Regions from separate parts of the Anas platyrhynchos genome. Here region 1 is linked to region 2. The links are chromatin contacts, called in public Hi-C maps. All regions are on one chromosome and are shown on one strand. The core of a region is the stretch at or near the end of the contact, and the rest is flanking DNA. Distances in the headings are between cores, read along the strand shown.

The links. Hi-C and Micro-C count contacts between places; a contact is called where the count stands out from the background.
Region 1: a Hi-C map of skeletal muscle shows a contact between it and region 2, with 1.6 times the contacts expected there. The contact joins two enhancer-like sites. A contact is called at or near these places in 3 of 8 Hi-C or Micro-C datasets (liver, skeletal muscle and subcutaneous adipose tissue).

The regions. Positions count from the first base shown.
Region 1 is chr3:59,650,781-59,654,971 of IASCAAS_PekinDuck_T2T, reverse strand. The region is part of intron 1 of ABRACL (ABRA C-terminal like); the gene reads left to right. Among named protein-coding and RNA genes, the nearest start is that of ABRACL, 12 kb to the left of the region's middle. Within about 2 kb of position 1,846, at least 3 of the 8 cell types and tissues checked have an H3K27ac peak or open chromatin away from gene starts, as enhancers often do.
Region 2 is chr3:59,545,561-59,549,617 of IASCAAS_PekinDuck_T2T, reverse strand. TXLNB (taxilin beta) reads right to left here. Exons shown (of 11, transcript XM_072035967.1): 5 at 534-704. Among named protein-coding and RNA genes, the nearest start is that of TXLNB, 17 kb to the right of the region's middle. Within about 2 kb of position 1,282, at least 2 of the 8 cell types and tissues checked have an H3K27ac peak or open chromatin away from gene starts, as enhancers often do.

The DNA.
Region 1 (4,191 bases), core at 597-3,096, 100 kb before region 2:
TTCTGTCATGAGTCATTATAAACACTTGAGCTTTAGGAAGGAAATTTATATGAAACTAATAAATAGAGATATTATACCTAGAGCTGTATTTGAAGGGGATGTGAATAGTAATTCCCTATTAATGTAGCTGTCATCTCTGCTACCATTAGTTGACAACCTTATGTAAAGCCAGTTTTGTTGGTTTTCTGGAAAAGTCCCCAAAATGTCAGTATGTGAATGTATATGTGTAGAGGGAAGGAGAGGGGGCTTTTGTTGTTGCTTTTTGTTTTTGTGTGATGCATACTAAACAGGAGTACAGAGGGACTAGATGACTCATCTGCTACCATTCTATGTGGAAATTAAGAGATGTAGTGCTGTTTCCTTGCTACAAGAGATACTTTGATGAAACGAATCTGAGAAAGTAATTAGTCTTCATGTTCCTCTCTTTCACAAATATTCATTGTTATAGCAAAGAATACCATAAAACATGAAACACAATCAGCTTTTTATATAGTTTTTCTCTGTGTAAACTGTCCCCAAACACTTTTTGATACTCTCCAAAAAACACATCACTGCACATCTTCTTTGTTTCACAGCCTCTTATATGGAAAAGCATCACCCAAGCTCAACATGAATCCTGCACTAATTCTGACCTTGTGTGTGTTTAGACAGGTTTTGAGTTTGGTCCTAAGGTTCTCACGTAACTACTATCAGACATATGATTAAGGTCATCCCATACTTCTTTTGACAGTCAACGTTATGAGTGCAGTCTTTTAGGCTGTACTGATGTAGCATATTTCTGTCATTATGCAGAGGTTTACTCTCGGGTTAGCTGTAGGGCAAGTCATTTCAGTCATTTACATCAAGAATTTTAAGTACTCCTCCCCTTTTCTGCTCAGCTGTAGTAAAGATTAGCATGCTTAATCTAGGGAGAAGAGGCATTGCATTGTTTGAGGCATCTAGTGGATAACAAGGAGGGGATGATGCCCTGAGGCCATTTCTGAAATAAGGCCTCCATCACAGGCAGACACAGGTGAATAACAGTGTAAGTGAATCACTCCATTTAATTCCATGGAAGTGCTCATTCAGGTGCCAAGACTGTCAGCAGTAACTGTGTCTGTATTTATAGTCTGTCTTGTTCTGAGGCTGGCCCGTCACATTTACTTTTACACTGAAAGAAATGCTTATGTTTTGCTAGGTTACTTTTTCAGCTCATCAAAAGAAAAAAAGAGAACATTTTTGTTTTGTTTTGCTTTGGTTTTTGTCCTCACAAAAAGCAAAGACAAGAATCCATACAATTAATTTTTTAAGACATGGCTTTACAGGAAAATTCGTGTAAGGTTTTACAAAACTAAGTTCTTTGTTTTGGAAAAAATATTTTCTCCCTTGAAACAACTGCTGACTTAAGACAGAGAGAATGGCCAAGTACGACTAATGACTGGACCAAGAATGATGGAGATGCTTTGGGTACAGAGTTGATAAGAGAATACAGCGCTATTTTCCTGGTTGAATGGCTTGTCTCAAACAATATAGTTGTTCTGACTGTCTCTAAAAACAACCATACTCCCTGATTATTGTTTACTCCCCTCAGATTTCTATGCCAGCACTGAGCTGCTGTGATTTTATGTTTCTTAATGCAGCCAGTGACCCTGTCTTGTTCAAGGAAAAGGTATTTTATTTTATTCTGTGGTGTTGCAAAGTCCATGGGAATTAGGAATGTAGTCAGTCCTCTGCCACTTGAAATCTTTAAATCATGCAAAGACATATTTTTAAAGACATATTTTAGCCAGGGCTGAAGTAGCTTTACTACTTTAGGTTGAGTCACAACCCTACACTGGGTTGCAGAGCATGGCACACCCATGTTGAGAAGTGACTCACGGCAGGCCAGCTGCATAGATACGTGACGGGACTGGGCTAAGACGCACACTCCTGGTTGAATCACAACACTGTCATTTTTGTCCAGATTTGGAGACAGTAAAAGGAATTTCTGGCATCTTGTACTGGTGTGAGTTGCTGATGTGACAGCAAAGGGATTGTGCAGGTACGTGCGACAGGAATTCATGTGTCTACTGAATCAACAAGTCAAACAAAAACCCGTTGAAAGAACAAAGTGAGACCTGGGTTATGTAAGAGGGCAGATAAGATGATCTCTTCTAGTGGTAAAATCTGCTGATCACAGGGTCAGATCTTAGAACGTTTTCTAGAGAACATGTTTCTCTCTCAGCAGAGACCTCCATGTGTGCTTGTGGTGCATGTGTCTGCCTATTCACAAGCACATTATATAATGCAACAAAAACTCAAGAGAACAGTATTGTACAAAGCAAGAACTGCATAGTTTATCTATCATAAAGGTAGTTATTTATCTAAAATATGCTGGAAAACTGACAATATGGCCATTACCTAGCAAATGACCTTGTAACTCTTTTACACGCCTTTTTCAAGCCGAGCCTGTGCTGCCTGTCTTGGGAGAAACCTGTTAAACAGCACGTTTACAACATGTTTACTGCAAACACTAAACACTTTTGCAAAACTAATTTCTCATGGGATAAGAAGACAGGCTGCATTCAGGATCAGTAACTACCTCAAAGGTAGGAGGAGACAGACATAGAGCTGGTGGCCAACTTTCCTGCGGGAGAAAGTACTTTTAGCAGGATCTCTGCTTGAATCTGTGTTCAAAGTTGTTATTGATGACAGTTAAAAACATGACAACGTGTGTGTGTCCTATTTCAGATCATACAGTAAAACAGCCAATGGTTGTTTTATTGAAAAACACAAAGTAATATGCGGGGGTGGAGGGAACAATCCTAATTATCTGTAACAGAACAATTAATTGCTACCACTTTGCAAATAGTTTGTGAAATCACCGTGCACAGTGCTCAGCAGTTTTCGGAAAGGCAAGTAAGATGTTGGAAATTGTTAGGACTGAGGACAAAATAGAAAGCATCATTATGCCATTGCGTATGCTTTACCCACACACTGAATAATGCTAACAATTCTAGTAATTCAATCTCAAATAAGAACAAGGAATGATGTGTAGAATTATAAAGAACAACAACAAGGGTCACCAACATGGGAAGGCATTCAGCTTTCGAGAAATTAAAACTAAGATTCTTCAGCTTGAAAATAAGATGAGCAGTGGGAGAGCTATAGTCATGACCCTGATGGAAAAAGATGGAGATGAAATAATTCCTTGCTTACAACATAGGAAATTGGAACCACTTACTGAGTTCTCAGGAAGGAACATAAAAATATGCAAGAAGAACTGCTTTTTCACATAGTTCCATAAATTAATTAAGCAATGATTGTCATAGGATGACATGAAATGAAAGTTTAAGTTTAAGGAATTAGACAAATTCACAGACAAATATCCACCTCTGGCTTTGAAATGAGATGATTAGGTTATAACCTTTAGCTCAGGAAATCCCTAACCTAATCCAGTAAGTGCCAGGAGCCTGGAGGGAAACCAGGGGATCAACCGATAGTTTTCATTTACTATATTCTTTTGCCAAATGCCTGCACTTGGTCGCTGCTGGAGGCAAAACACTGGGTTAAACTGATTGCTTGATCAGATCAGTGCGTCTGCTCTGGTTTTCTCAAGCTGCGCTTTAAACCTTGTGTTGCATAATTCCTGGTTTGGGCTGCCTTGATGTAGAATTGTAAATCTGGGAGGACAGAAACAGTGCAATGAGATGCTAATAAAGGTCAAATTAGAGTAGTCTGTGTTAAGGTGGAATCTCATGACTTTTGGGGACCACTCATGGTAAGTATAGGAAGAGGAATTTGAATCATGAATATGATGATGACCTTAACCAATGATATGAAATATGTATGAGCACTATCTCCATACCTGCCCTGTGTGCTTGTAAAGGACTATTTTACACAGGTTTGGTTTTTTGTTTGTTTAAGTATCATTTCATGGGAATGGAAAAACAGAAAATCACCATCTTCACAATTTTCACATTTCCTGCTCTCTGCTGCTGCTCCTGTAAGGACATACCAGCCCTTTAGTCCCTATGCTGCCCAGCTCATTTTCATACTTTGGTAGATCACTGTTGCCTTCATTGTCATGATAACAGTTAGTTTTGATTTTTGATTTACCTAGAATTTTTCTAACATCACATGACAACAAAGGGCCAAAAAAAAAAAGTAGTGAAAGCAGACTATGCTTTGATAGTCTCCTGTTATCTTCCTTAGGGCTAATACTTGGGTACA
Region 2 (4,057 bases), core at 33-2,532:
GTGAGTCCTGTACAGCAAATCTGGTGTTCATATAATTCTGGCCACACACCTGTATTCACATTTGCAGTCTCAGGGATTTAAGAAGGTGCCTTCTGGAAGACCCAGCTGCTACAGCTTAAAAAACACCCTTCCCCAGCTACCTGCTCCACACTTGGCCCTTCCATTCCAGCAAGTTGAAGCTGAGCTGAGAGCTGGGGCAACATGGACACTTCCTGCAGCTAGGCCTGGTACTGGGTGACTGACCCTGTTGGGAGGGAGAGGGTGACCTGTCACAGCAAATTTGGCGTAACTGATCTGTTGGCACTACTTATTTTTCCTGCGCTGGACTACCTGGTAACACAAGAACAGCTTACAGCTAATGTAGGTGAACTCAGAATCACAAGATCAGACTGGTTGAGGTTGGAAGGGACCTCTGGTGGTTACCTGGTTACATCACCCTGGTAAAGAAGGACCACCTGGAGACAGCTGCCCAGGACCATGTCCTGGGCATCGTTCCTCTCTCTGCTGGGCATCTTGATAAGGCCAGCACTCACCTTGAGGTTTTTGTTGTGCCTCTGGAGCTCCCGGCACAGGCTCTCGAGTTTGCTGCGGGCAAGGATGGCTCGGCTGTGCTCACTCTGCAGCTGGTCCTTCTCCTTGGTGATCTGGGCCTGCCTCTTCTGCAGGTACTTGAGCTGCTTCTGCTCAGCGCGATGTTCTTCAAGCTGGGCAGGGGATGAGGGTTAAAACAGATGGAGAGGAAAGAAAAGAAAAATAATTTATTTGAAGGGCAGCTGTGAGATTTTATTTTTGTTTTAGTGTTAAGAACAAGAACAGTTGGTAGCTTGTAATGCAATGAGATTTCTCCAGATCATCAAGATAACTCAATAGTAGCTTGTCCTGTTTTGCAACTTCATGAAAAAGAAGTCCCCAGATTTCCTAGATAACCATAAAGCTGTTGAAAACAAAACAAAACAAAACAACAATGACAACAACAACAAAACAGCAGAAAAGGTGCTGGACACCAAGGATAGAGTCTGTGCGAGGGCTTTGCTGCTGTTGGAGGCAGAAGGCTTTTTGTGGTTTAACTCGTCAGGCAGCTAAACACAACACAGCTGTTCCCTCACATTCCCCACGGTGGGATAGGGGAGAAAATTGAAAAGTGCACAAACTTGTGGGTTGAGATAGGAACAGTTTCTTTTGAACCCCAGCCTCCTACCTGGCAGAACAGTATGAGAAGATGAAAAGTCCTTGACTTGTAAGTACTGCTCAGCAACAACTAAAAACATCGGTGTGTTATCAGCATTATTCTCATCCTAAATCCAAAACATGGCACCACACCAGCTACTAGGAAGACAATTAACTCTATCCCAGCTGAAATCAGGACAAGGCTCTTCAGGGAAGAGCTTTCCAGAACAAACTGCGGACACTTCCTCTTTGCCAGGCTTTTCTCACTTGCAGACGTGGGAGTATCTGCCATTTATCCCCTCATTGGGGTGGCTTGCAGTGAATCAAGCCTCTTTCCAGCTCTTTGGCTCCATGTAATTGCTGAGGAAGCTATGGACAGTCCATGCAGTTCACTTAGGAACTGTTTCTGTGGATGCATAGCTCCTGTGTTCCTGGAAGGGCTGGTGGGGAGAGTGACACTGAAGATGGGACAAGAGGGAGCAACGGCCTTGCTAATGGACTGGTTATTTCTTCTGATTCATGCCTATTACTGGAGAAATTTGCTGCACTACAAGTTAACCGTAACAGAAACATCAAAGAACTGTTTCAATTCTGAAGCTTCTAAAGATTTCTTCCATTCCAACTCACAGTAGCGCTCCTCTCTGTATTAAAGGCATGAATGCATTGAGACATTTCTAAAGTCCAGATGTTTTCCAGTTATTCACTAGCTGCAATATGCAAACTTTAATAATAATAGTTGTTATTAGGATATATTATGTAATAATATGGTATCACTGGTATTAATTATTAATCCCAATATGACTGGGAAAGTTTGTGAGTGCAGAGGAGCAATGTGCAGCTCAGACAAGGCAGACGACAGAAATAATATGTTGCACTTTCTCTGCCCAAGGATCTGTTTTCTGCAGATGTTCTGTAATTTATGCTTACAGTACAGAGCTCTGTGTATTATCAATCAAATCACAGCTAGTCATACCACAAACCAATGCAATCACCAGCTTGAAGTATATTTACAGTTTACGCTCAACTTTCAGCATGTGTTTTGTGTATTTTTACCCCAGAAGATTACAATAGGGGCCTCTACATCTAATCAAGCTGCACTAGCTGAAGTAATTTTTCTAGTATTGTACAGGAAAAAAACAACTCTGTAATGAAGGCTGAGATTTGTGTTTTTTTTATAAGCTTGATTTTGGCCCCTTCCCCTTTCCTTATAAAAACACACACAAAATGTTCTTTTTGCTTCACATTTTGCATGTGCCGTCTGTGCTTAGCAGTTAATGCTTTGTCCAAATTTTAGATGATTCACTCAAGCTGTGCTTGAGGTAGGGGGCTTAGAATGAAACTGATCTTAATCATGATAGGAAAAGCCTTCCTAGCATTTTTTGTCCTTTTTTTTTTTTTTTTTTTTTCCCCCATAAAAATGACTTGCTGTAGAAAATTATGTTTGAAAGTTCTCAGAAATATCTAGGATATGACATTACTTTTACACTGAAGAAGGATACTCACAAGTAAATAGGAATGACACAAGAGCACCAGAGGTTTTTTTTTTGTTTGTTTTTGCTTTGTTTTTTGGTGGTTTTTTTTTTTTTTTTTTTAATAATTGATGAAATATTAGCTAAAATTAACTTCAAATAGAAGGAATTCTGATTTTTGAAGGCTGACATGGTTAGATGAACTCTCAGTTTAGGGGGAAAAAAAGTTTTATCTTGATCCTGCTGCAGACTGACAATACTTATGTCTATGTATTAGTGTATAATTGCTGCATACAGAACTTGAGAGACACTCAGAGCTTCTGAAAATAGGAAAGAATGAGGATTCTGCTCCAGAGATGGTGCTGACTGAGCGCCTGCAGTGTGTGGGGCCAGTGCTTGAGAAGGGTGTGTGCTCCAGCAGTGGTGGAGATGACTTGGGCATTGGTTCTTCAACCCATGCAACACTGGCACAAGTTGCCCAGAGAAGCTGTGGATGCCCCATCCCTGGAGGTGTTCAGGCCAGGCTGGATGAGGCCTTGGGCAACCTGGTCTGGTGGGAGGTGTCCATGCCCATGGCAGGTGGGTGGGAATTGGGTAATCTTTAAGGTCCCTTCCAACCCAAGCCATTCAACGATTCTATGAATTCTATAACAACTGTTTGTAGGCAAAAGCTAAAATGAAGCGCAGTCTGCTCTACCAACACAAACCACTCTGACTACATCAGTATTGGTAGATAAAACCTTCTCTGGTAGTGAGTAGTGTGGTTCAGCTTGTGCCCGGGTGACTAAACTGCCTTTCCTCCCTGTCCCTGCAGGTATGGCTTTATTCACACCCGCACCCAAGCTATTCCCTGATGCTACCCATTTTCTCTTGTACTTATTGCTATACACCGTGCTAGGGCGTATCCTAACAGTTAAATAGCATATAGCTGGGTGGCTTTGGGGACATGCTGCTACTACATTGGGTCCCCATGTATGAGCAGCATCTTCAGCCATAGCCACCAGCAGCACCACCTAATGCAGCCGAAGCCATTGCCAGCACCCGGCTCAGCCTGGCATGGCACTGCACCATCTCCAGAGCTGTGCTGCAGCAAGTGCTTCTGACACCACATGGTTCATCGGACCTGGGAGCTGATCCATCTGGAAAAGAACTCAGCAAAAGCAAAAAGTGACCTTCAGTGAGTGATGGGATTGGGAAAGAGGACAGAGTGGCAGCTACTAGTGCTGACTGCTAACAACCTGTTAACCACACTAGTTCCGCACTGTTCCTTAGCTGTGCTGAATAAGCAGTGGAAGGTTTTGTTTGTTTGTTTGTTTGTTTTTCAACAAGTTTTTAATTATATAAATTAAACGATTCATTTTAGTGATATTGCACAGAATATCAAAACTGAATACACAGTATTTTTGTTTTAGCACTATCCT